Regions from separate parts of the Mus musculus genome. Here all the other regions are linked to region 1. Evidence: chromatin contacts called from public Hi-C and promoter capture Hi-C data. All regions are on one chromosome and are shown on one strand. Each heading gives the region's core, a stretch centred on a gene start, on an enhancer-like site or on the middle of the called end of the contact. The rest is flanking DNA. Distances are from core to core; before and after follow the strand shown. Region 1 holds the start of Phf2os1 (a long non-coding RNA gene). Region 2 holds the start of Bicd2 (BICD cargo adaptor 2). Region 3 holds the start of Fgd3 (FYVE, RhoGEF and PH domain containing 3).

Region 1 (3,576 bases), core at 599-3,098:
CTGGGGTAGGGTCTGTACTGCTGTATAGCTCAGCAGCTTCGGGAGGGCTCTGAGAATCAGGGTACCTGATCCCCAAGCACAGGGGCAGCTGTAGTGGGCACAGCTGGCTGCCAGAGAGAATGTCAGAAGATAAGGAGAGTAAATGGAGGCACCCAGTGGTCAGTACCCCACCAGAAGGAGAACAGGCTTTCTGGGGGAAAGGTGAGGTGAGAGGAACAGGTTCGGGACTTGGGCAGGGGTGTCCTCTTCCCTTGCTCCCTCTGCCCCCACCTTTGGTAGGCTACTTCCCTTCTGCATTTAACTGCTCTGAGCTTCAGTTTTCACTTCTGCTGAATGACAACTGCACCACCTCTTGGGGAGAGTGCCTTAGGTAACAGGGCAGTGCCTACCCCACCAGGACACATGCCTGGTGACAGGGACAGGGGATTAACAGCTGTTTCTTGCCTTGTAAGGGGAAGGACCATCCAGTACAGAGGAGACCCAAGGGGACAGCTGGAGTTCAGGCAGGTAGCTTGAAATGAATTCATTGTGTACAGGTTGACGGGGTAACCTGTCTGCGCCCCCCGCCCCAATTTCCTATCTCCCCTGCCACATGTGTGCCCTTAGGTTACACAGTGCTTGCCCTGGTTCGGATCCTGATTTGTGGCCCTGGGTTTACCTATTTGGGAAGGGTGGGGGTTGGTTGAGGGCAGATTCCATAACAGGCTATCCTCTGAGTTGCCAGCAATGGAGCTGATTGGCAGCCGCACTCTGGGCAGGGATAACTGGGACTCTGCCTTGTCAAGGTAAGCAGAGGTCTGAAACTCTGGAATGTATCTGCAGAGACTAGCATCTCCACGTATTGTGTGGGGACAGGCAAAGGGGAAGCAGATCTAGCAGACAGCTTTCTTCCTAAATATATGGCCCTGCTCATCAGGGTCGACCTGGGTAGGGGACAGAGAAGGACCCTCATTCATATCTCACCAACCAACCAAACAACCAACCAACCAACCAACAAAAAAGCTCTAAGCAGGACAGGTGAGACCAGGGAGCCAGTTCAGAGCAAGACTGCAGGGGCGAGAGCGACAACATAACCCCTTGTCTTCCCCAGCAGTCCTGTGGCTCAGTTGCGACTCACTGGACTGTCCTCCGCTCCTAAGGTCTGTGGGTCTATGGGTTGTAATAAGGGGTCCTGGGCGGCACCAATCCCAGGTAAGCTGTGTCCTACAACAAACAGTTCACTCTCGGGTCCCCTGACTTTTGCCGGAGCATCGGGAAAGTTCACCGGATCGTACGAGGAAGCAAGGCAGCCCCCAGCTAGAAAGAAGGGGAAGGGGAGGTTATTCAAAAGCCAGCAACTCAGTCGCAGTTCGGGATGGGAGGGAGGCTGCCGGGCCCAGGAAGAGGAGGAAGATCCCCCTGTCCATCCCACTTCGGGGTCAGAAGAAAGTTAAGGCCAAGGAGTTGCTTCTGGCTAAGGCAGGGCTGTGCGAACTGTGTTCACGTAGTCGGGGGCAGGGGGCTCCGCGGCTCGTCTCCCTGGGAGTCCCGGGGCCACCCTCTCCCGCGGGGTGCCCCCGAGCCCGGCTGCTGGCTCCCCCAGGCCCGCGGCCCACCTTCTACCGCGGCCCGCCTTCCCGGCGGCGGGAGCGGGGCCCAGGCCGGCGGGCGGAGGCGGCGCCACCCGGGGCGCTGACGTAGCGGCCGCTCGGCGGCCGGGGGTCCCTTCGGTGGGGCCGCGGCTCCCCGCCCGCCGCCCCCGCGCGTCCATTCGCTTTGTGTCCCGCGCGCGGCCGGGCCCCCCGCGCACTCTCAGCCCTGCGCCCCGCGGCCCGGCGGGCGGCTCCCGGCGCGGCCCCAGCAGCCCGCGCCGGCATTGTGTGGACGCGCCCGGCCGCGAGCGCGCGCGCGGGCCCTGCCGAGCGCCCCCGGCCCCGTCCGCTCCGGCCGCGGCGCCCGCGCCCGCCGCCCCCGCCGCCCTCGCCGCGCGGCCCCCGGCCCGGCCCGGCCCGACCCGGGCAGCGCAGCGGCGGGGCGAGCGGCGGCGCGGCAACATGGCGACGGTGCCCGTGTACTGCGTCTGCCGGCTGCCCTACGACGTTACCCGCTTTATGATCGAGTGCGATGCCTGCAAGGACTGGTTCCACGGCAGGTGAGCGCGCCGCGGCCCGCCCGGCCCACCGAGCCCCGCGCCCTGGTCGCGCGCCCCGGGCCCCGCCGGGCACCGCAGCCGCGTTCGGCCGCCGGGCCGCGCGCCCTTTTGTGCCCAGGGCGGGGGCGTACGGCCGCCGCGCACAAAGCGAGGCCCGTGGCCGGGGCGGGCGAGGGGCGCGGGGAAGTTGGGGCTCCGGCCGCGATGGGGCTGGGACCCGGTCGTCTGACAGCGGGGCCGCAGTGGCCGCGGAGGCCAGGAGCCGGACGAGGCCCAGGCCCGGGGCCCCCGCCGCCAGCCCCCTGCGAAGTTGCAGGAACTTTCCCCGCGCGGGCTCGGGGCGGCCGGGCCGGGAGAGGCGGGCGCGCGGCCCGGCGCGGGTCCCCCGAGAGGCGCGACTGGCGGGCTCCGGAGCTGGCAGGGCTCGGGTGGACCGGGGGAACGGTAGCGAGGTAGCGGCCAGTGCCCCCCGTCTGTGCTGGATCCCGGGAACCCCCTCGGGACTGTGTCCTGGCGGGCAGGACCCCACCGGGGACCCCGCGTGCCTACTGGCTCGGGCCGGCCTGCGGGCCTAGGCGGGAGTGCAGTGACAGACCGACGTGAGTGTCTGTGTGTTGGGGTGGGGGTGTTGTGGCTTGGCCGCTCATTTCCTGGCCTGCTCGGCTCCCCATTTCCCTCCTCTCTGCTTCAGGCAGAGGAACCCCAGTTTTGACATGACCTTATGCTCTTTAAGGAAGATGGGGAGGAGGGAAAGAGGTAAGCTTGGAGATACTAAACCCGCCCTCTGGGCCCTTGCCGGTGGCCATGACCTGGCCTTGTGTCTACTTTTTAAGAGCCTAAGTCCCTTCCTACTTAGAAGTAAGAGGAGGAGAAAGAGGTGATCATCCTGCTTAAACTGCTCCAACAGGTTCTCTTGTGTTTGACTTTGCCTGTGGGATGTGCTTGGGCCTCAAGAGGGCTGGCCTGAAGCTGGACAGGTCTGTCTGTCCCCTGGGTGTGAGTTTTTAACAGCGAGTAGCAGGCTGGAGGGAGAGAACGGTGTGTGGTTCTGGACCGTCCCTGACCTTCCTTCTAGAGAGAAGACCCTTCTGATATCTCACATCCAGGATCTTTAGGGAGTCTTGAAAAAGAGCTGTGGTCTCTGGTCTAGTCATCTTTAAGTGTTGGGAGCTAGGTGGCCAGGATTTGATGGGCCTTCTCACATCTGTAGGCCCTGGGACAGAGGCCCACTCTTGTAGGGCAACCTGGCTGGCCTTACGAGGGGTGGTCCTGTATGGCTCACTGGAATCCCTCGAGTATCTTGTGTTGCCTCCCCCAAATATCTAGGGTTGTGGAGAGCACTCAGAGTTGTGTGACCCCTGGGCTCTGCTCCAAAACAGGGCCACTATAAACAGCCACCAACTGGCATCCATCTCGAAGGGTTTGTGGCCAGATCACAGTGGGTG
Region 2 (3,576 bases), core at 391-2,890, 470 kb before region 1:
AGACTCAATTCCTACCCGCCCAAAGAAGCAGGCACTTCTGGGACTCACCCAGCCCTGCTCTACCCAGACTTTAAGGACTCATTCCCCTAAAAGTCAGAGAGGCTCTCAAGAGTTCAGGCATCTATCCAAAGCTGACTGGGAGCAGAAGTATCAAAAGATGAGCCTGTGATTAATACTCAAGAGCAGAACTGAGTCTCACAGGGAAGGGAAACTGTTGAGATAATCCAACAAGCTACCTGTGTGGCCCCATGCCAGGCCTTTCCAAATATAGAATACTAAAAGCAATACTTCTGGATTGGCAAAGCTGTATTCCTACTTTGCAGAGCTGGAAGCTAAGGTTTGAGGAGAGCTTACCCATGGCTCACCCAAGGCTCACCCATCACAAGCAATAAGAAGGGGTTGGTCCAAACTCAAGTGTGTCCTTCTCCCATAAAGCATTTCCCCCAGTCTCCAGAACAAGGCTGGGGAGTCAAGAAGATGGGAGAGTTACTAATACTTAAATCATCCCAGAAAGCTTACCCAGGTCCCTCCTACTGCCCCTCCCCAAGCTCTTGGCCAGCCTGGGAGTCTAACCTCTCTTCCTACAGTGGGATGACACAAAGTACCATGTTTCCAACAGAAGAACACAGACTCCACGGTGACAGGCAGGCCCTAGGAGGCAGAGCAAGACAGGAAGCGGTCGATGGAAGCCATGCATCCCAGTAGTGGGAGCACCATTAATGAGATGGGGAAAAAGCAGCTGGTTGAGCGATGGATATCGGGAAAGCCGGCCTGTCAAGGGCCATAGGCAACCAGGGGCTGCGACTCACTCAGCCCTGTATCCATCCCTTCCCAGCCTCAGGCGGTCACGAAACCTGATGAATAGCACAGAAAGCAGCTGCTCCAAAATGGGGGGGAAGTGATTTGCTTGAAGGTGACAAACTGTGGTCAACCAACCCCAGGTCCAGCTTTTCCCTGGGGTCACTTGCACGGACAGCCTCAGTTGTAAGGGCATCATCTGCTCCCCACCAACCACACAGACACACCCTAGGCAGCAATAACCATAGCAGGACATCAGTCCTCAACGAAAAGGCCAACAAGGCCTGCAAAGAAAACTAGCGGGTGAGTGGGGCTGCAGGGAGTCTGGACCCCAGCAACCGGACACAGGGCCGAACAGGGTCCCTTCACCGTCACTGCCCGGGACCGCAACTCTAGGTCTCCTGCCCCACCCCTGGTACCTCCCACCACTGGGCAGGGTGACCTTAGCGCCCGAGGCAGGGGTCGCAGCCGACCACTCACCTCTTTGAGCTGCTCCATCTCGCTGCGGATGGCCTCATAGTCCACCTCGAGCTCCTCGAACTGCAGCTTGAGCTGGTGCTTCTCCTCCAGCACCGCCAGTCCATACTCGGCCGCCTGGATCTTCTCACGCGTGGTCTCGGCCAGCTCGTGGGACAGCCGCTTCACCTCGGCGCGCAGCCACTCCGGCTGCGCCTCCATCACCAGACGCGCATACTCCTCCTCCTCCGACGGCGCGGACATGGTGGCCGCGCGCCGAGGCCGGCTCCCACCTTGGCTCCCACAAGCCGGGCCCTCTTAGCCGCCGCTGCCGCCGCCCAGCCCCGACGGCCGCCCGCGCCGCCGCACTGCTCCTCCCTGACGCGCGCGGAACACTGGGGGCTGCAGTCCCACTGAGCATGGACTACACAACCCGTAGTCCCTTGCGCCCACCTGGTCCGCGCTTGTGATTGGTCTAAATCTCAAGGGGGCAGGCGCCTAACGTGACGCAAAGCTACGTCTCCCTTAGCATTGTGGGAGATGTAGTCCTATTTTACGCTCACTGCTTTGCCCGTTGTGCTCTGTACCCGCCTGGCTCCAATCGTTGATTGGCGGGCGCGTCTGACGTGACAAAAGTAGGGGTGCCACCGACCCCAGCCCAGGGACCCGGCAGCCACCCGGAGAACCTCAAGCCTTCCGCTCCCAGCCTTTGTGGAGTAAGGTGATCCGAGCTGTGGATATCACGAGTAAGATTCGCGTCCTGAAACGTCAGAGCATGGCTGGTGAGACTGTGTGGCGCGCGCTTTATGCGGAATTTGAATGACTTGTGGCGGGCCGCGGGCACTGCCAAAAGGATGCCAACAGCCTGACGCTAGGGGCTCAGGGGAGCCCAGGCCCGGATACTACTTCCTCTTGTCCATTGTCCGTTAGGATTTTCTTTCATGGAAATGAAGGCACCTCCGTGAGCATAATGTCAAAGGTGTATTTAAATGTTGTCCGTCCCCCGTTTTCGGCGAGACGTAGCTGTACTCTTCACTATAATTCTAAATAAAACTTCCCTCCTTGCATGGTGATTTGGATATAACAAGCGTGTTGTTCCCTTTCTCACTGCACACACCCCCGCAACACCACACCCTACAGCTGCGGACCACCATCAAACATAGAGGTCAGCTGGAGAGATGGCTAAGAGGATAAAGCTCTTGCTCAGTAAGAGCAAGGACCTATATTTGCGCCCCTAGAGCCCACCTAAAGCACAGTCTATCATCCCAATGTCCCTGAGGAAAGATGGGAGGTGGAAATTGGAGAATCCCCTGAAGCTAGGCTGGAGTATGAAAGACAGGGGCGGGAGAGAGGGGGAGACAAGAAAAGCAGAGATAACCAATCTCAAACAAGATGGAAGACAAAGACTGACAACTGGATCTTGTCCTCTGATTCCCAGTGCATGTGGGGCCTGTGTGCCCACACAGGAACATGAACCCACTTCACACACACACACACACACACAGGAACATGAACCCACTTCACACACACACACACACACACACACACACGCGCGCGCGCGAAAAGAAAATCTAGGATCAACACAAGAATTGCATAGTAAATCAACTTGGTGTGGTGGAACACACCTTTAATCTCAGCACTTGGGAGGTAGAGGTAGAAGAATTTCACGGCCAGCCTAATCTACATGTCAAGTTCCAGGCCAGCCACGACTAAATAGAGAGACCCTGTCTCAAAAGAGAGAGAGAGAGAGCGCTGTATAAGTAAATGTGTTATTCCTCCTTCTCTTTGGCCAACCAGCCTAATTTTGTACAACAGTCCTGGCTCTACACTGAGGCCCATATATCAGGCCTACGCAAGCTGTTCACACTAAGTGAAGGTGGATTTAGAAGGAACAAACTTTCCTCCAACAAGTCCCCAAGCTCTACAGAACCTACACTTATCCAGGCTGCCTGGGAACCTCTCCATACCCACCTGAACCTGACTGTGAGGCAGGTGTGAGTAGGGAGGGGGAGAGCCATGAGTTTCTGGTGAGAACCTGACCAGGGAACTTTGAACTTGAAGATAAAGGTGATTTGAGATACAAATGATAGCTCACTACTATTGTGGGCTTCCTTCAGCAGGGACAGTGCTGACCAGCAAGGTTAGGGCCTGGAAGAAGGTTTCTAGGATCTCCTTGTCACTGGTTGGAGTGGGGCAATCAGGAAATACTTCTCTGAGGAGGTGACAGCAGAGAGAGAGAGAGAGAGAGAGAGAGAGAGAGAGAGAGAGAGAGAGAGACCCAGAGGACTCCACATTCAAGGATGATGTATGTAGATCTTCCCC
Region 3 (3,576 bases), core at 330-2,829, 440 kb before region 1:
AGGCTCAGGATGTGCCAGCAGAGGGACAATTGCACTGTGCTGGGCCACAGGTGCTGTGCTTCCTGGACAGAGCTGAAAGCATCTGGGTGGCCGGAGGCTGCCTCCTCAGGGGACACGGCCCTTCCTCGGGGGACACGGACTTTCCTCAGGGGACACGGCCCTTCAGGGAGTGAAGCAAAAGGCTCTGGGCCAGGCACAGACAGCTCAGCAGTGGAGATTCAGGCAGGGACTAAGATTCTTTAAGGACTTGCCTAGGCTAGACCTCATTCTTTACAATGCCTCTAACATACACACCTCTCCATTTTATGGAAGAAGAATCGAGAACCTTGAGCAGTTCCATCATATACATATACACTCATGCGTGCATGTGCACATACATATACATACATATACACAGAAAATGTTAACTAGTTAAAACAAGCATTTAGAGGATTGAGCAGATGGTTCAGTCCAAGCATGAGGAAGTGAGTGCAATCCCCAGCACTCATGGGAAAAGGCTGATGGAGGCAGAGACAGAAGGGTCCCTGGCAGATCGCTGGCCAGCCAAGCTAGTCATGTTGATTAATCCCAGGGTGAATAGCAATAAATGCCAAAATAACAACAATAATAACAGTAACAACAACAACAACAATAATAATAATAATGTGGACTGCAACTGAAGAAGACATTTAGCTTTGACTTTTGGCCTCCATATGCATGCACGCACACACACACACACACACACACACACACAGAGAGAGAGAGAGAGAGAGAGAGAGAGAGAGAGAGAGAGAGAGAATTCAAGATTAGTTGATGCAATGGTGCACAGTAGCGATCCCAGCATTTGAAAGACTGAAACAGTGTAAATTCAAATGAGTTTGGACAACACAGAGAATCCAAGGCCATCCTGGACTACTTGGTGAGACTGTCTCAACAAAACCTAAAACAAACACAAAATTTAGGATAGATTAAGAAGACATTACTGAAATGGAGTCAAATTTGCAGCCTATATGCATGTTAGGCTAACCCCCTGCCCCATTATTTATTGACTTCCTGAGATAATGAGGGGACTTTCCCCTGAGGGCTGCCTGGAAGAGGCAGAGCTTAGCCCTGCTGGGGCAGTCCTCATCAGCCAGATAACCAGAAGTTCCCTCAGGTCTCTTGGAGTCACCGTGAAACAATGTCACTGGTGGGGTATGTTTCTTCCAACTTTCTGTAGTCACCAAGGTCTGTCTGGCCTGGGTCACCTGTCCCCTGATGGATCCTCTTCCCCATAGACAACATCAATCTCAGGTCTGCTCAGAGGAGCCCACCAAACCAGATGCAGGAGGTGTCTTTACTCAGTGACTTGTTAAACCTAAGCTCAGCCCTGGCTGCTACTGCAGAACCTGGTAGGGCTGAGCCAGGTCGAGTAAAAGGATTACGCTTTCGAAGTCATCCCACCACAAGCAGACCAGGCCCTTCAGGACCAGCAGACCAACCTCCTCTCACGTTGCGTCATCGCTACGGAAATGCAAATGTGCCACTGTTTTGTGACCAATATTGCAAAAATTAGAAAGAGGAAGTTGGGTTTTGTTCTTGCATGAGTTCAGCCCTGGGGGAGATGCAGACTGGTCTTGGAAGAAGGGTGAGTGGAGATTGGCTCCTGGGATCTTTGCAGAATCCTACAGTGTTTGTCTTGCGCTGTGAAGGGGCTTCGTGGCGGGTGGTAGGAGGTTACTAGAAACCAAACAGGAACCATTCAAGGGAGACAGATGTTTTCAAAGCAGGAAGTTGCTGTGGCACGGTAGCGGTGTCTCTTTTCATGCTGTTGTCTTTCAGTGGCTCGTACTGGTGAGAAGATAGGGTTGCTATGGGTGGGCATGAGAAGAGTTCGCGACTACAGAGTCCTGGACGTGCTATTGGCAGGTGGGGCACAGCTCACACTTAGGCTATGGGCAGTCTGTCGGTGACTACTGTGGTCCCTGGGAGGCTTGGGGGGGGGCACAGATCCAAGGCTGACCCCACCCAGTGTGCCTTAGTGGGGAAGAAAGCATGTCTTTTTCTGCTTAAGCAGAAGAGGTGGTCCCAGGGGATGATTTAATGGAGGCTAGGCCTTCGCATCCCATGTGGTTCTGGAATCTTCTCCAGTCTACAGTTTAGATATTAACAGATATGTCTGTCTAGCTGGGCACTGCTAGGAAAGAAAACTAAGCCCTCAAAGGACTCCTTGGGACCCCCAGGGCTTCGCCTGGGCAGCTCTGGGTAGTGGTACAGCCACTTAGGAGGCTGGCAGCCATAGAGCAGGCGCACGGCAGCATGGATAGAATGATATGATTATGATAACACTATGATACTATATGCCATGCAGAGTAAGCAGAGGCATATTTGAAAAGCCGGACTCTAGGACCTGTGGGGAGTGAGGCAGGAGTCACTGTCATTGTGGATGACAAGTCACTTGCCATTTTTCTGGGAGTCCCTGAGTGCTAGGGAGGATGAGCAGCTATAGGGGGATAGGGAGGGGACTCTGGTGAGAAAGAATGCCAGGGACAGGGTGATAGGCAGACTCTGCCTTGATTTCCCTTTCTGTAAAGTGAAGTCAGAATGATGCCAAGCCACACTGAGGTTTAGAGCTTACGCAGCTCTGCCTCATTTTAGATTGGTCCTACCTAGCCGGGGGTGGTGGTGGTAGTGATGGTAGCACACGCTTTCAATCCCAGCATTTGGTAGACAGAGGCAGGTGGATCTCTGAGTTCCAGGCCAGCCTGGTCTACAGAGCAAGTTCCACAACAGCAGGGCCACACAGAGAAACACCATCTCTTGGGGGGAAAAAAAACCAAAAACAAAGACTAAAATTGTTAGCCATTTGTGTGTGTGTGTTGAGGCATGTGTAGGGAAGCCAGAAGACAGTCTCAGATGTTATTCTCCAGGACCTGTCTATCTGGTTTTTTAGACAGGTTCTCTCATTGGCCTAGCTTGACACGTGGTTTACTGAGACTCTCCCCAGCCCCCATTTGGGTGAGAGATGAAACAGGCACAGAGCACTCTGCCAGCTCATCCCAGCCCCCCCCCCCCCGCCCAAAGTCTGTGAATGGACTAGCTGGTCCCCACATAAGCTCTCTGAGCTGATAACACACACTGTGCTTGGTTTGGGGGTGGGGCCAGCTCTGGCAAGGACAGGAGGAAGTGGTTTGTCTCAACTGGGCTGCCACAGACCCCCTGAAGCCTGCTTCTGCCCCTGCAAGGTCGCAGTGGAGACTGGCTTCTGTTTATAGAGGGATCTGCACCTCCCAATGTGCAGGGGCCTGAGAGCCACACTGAACTCTGCATACAGAGGTCGAGAGCACATTATGAGATCAGTGCTGAAATGGGCTTGTCTTCAGAAGCCTCACTGCCGAGTGAGAAACCTGGCCCTGCCGCTCAGTGATGAAAAGCAGCTCCGTGGGTTACAACAGGGACTCTGGGTATCTTGATGTGTGCTCCGGAAGTTTCTGCCGTACTGCGACTTCTTATGGGACCTGGGTAGGCTGATTGTGATCTTACACTTACAGATAGAAATTGTGATTGCTCCATTGTGTCTGTCTCCATTGTAAAGCGACTGAGAAGGAAGTCAAATCA

Evidence for each region. Promoter capture Hi-C pulls out the DNA fragments that hold promoters and counts their contacts. A called contact is a pair of places that touch in the nucleus more often than the background predicts.
Region 2: a contact with region 1 is called in a promoter capture Hi-C map of pre-B cells, with 5 times the contacts expected there. The contact joins the promoter of Bicd2 here to the promoter of Phf2os1 in region 1. A contact is called at or near these places in 5 of 39 promoter capture datasets (the C10 cell line, liver, neural stem cells and 2 more), 1 of 484 Hi-C or Micro-C datasets (LSK cells) and 1 of 115 datasets of contacts at active chromatin or transcription factors (craniofacial prominence).
Region 3: a Hi-C map of CD8 T cells shows a contact between it and region 1, with 1.8 times the contacts expected there. The contact joins the promoter of Fgd3 here to the promoter of Phf2os1 in region 1. A contact is called at or near these places in 2 of 39 promoter capture datasets (hippocampal neurons and pre-B cells), 3 of 484 Hi-C or Micro-C datasets (B cells, CD4 T cells and CD8 T cells) and 2 of 115 datasets of contacts at active chromatin or transcription factors (memory CD8 T cells and thymic regulatory T cells).

What each region holds. Positions count from the first base shown.
Region 1 is chr13:48,869,223-48,872,798 of GRCm38.p6, reverse strand. Phf2os1 (a long non-coding RNA gene) reads right to left here and starts at 1,848. Exons shown (of 2, transcript XR_003950516.1): 1 at 1,596-1,848. It overlaps Phf2 (PHD finger protein 2), which reads left to right and starts at 1,914. Exons shown (of 22, transcript NM_011078.3): 1 at 1,914-2,131. The coding sequence starts at 2,034.
Region 2 is chr13:49,339,613-49,343,188 of GRCm38.p6, reverse strand. It overlaps Bicd2 (BICD cargo adaptor 2), which reads right to left and starts at 1,640. Exons shown (of 7, transcript NM_001039179.2): 1 at 1,279-1,640. The coding sequence starts at 1,518.
Region 3 is chr13:49,307,211-49,310,786 of GRCm38.p6, reverse strand. Fgd3 (FYVE, RhoGEF and PH domain containing 3) reads left to right here and starts at 1,579. Exons shown (of 18, transcript NM_015759.2): 1 at 1,579-1,606.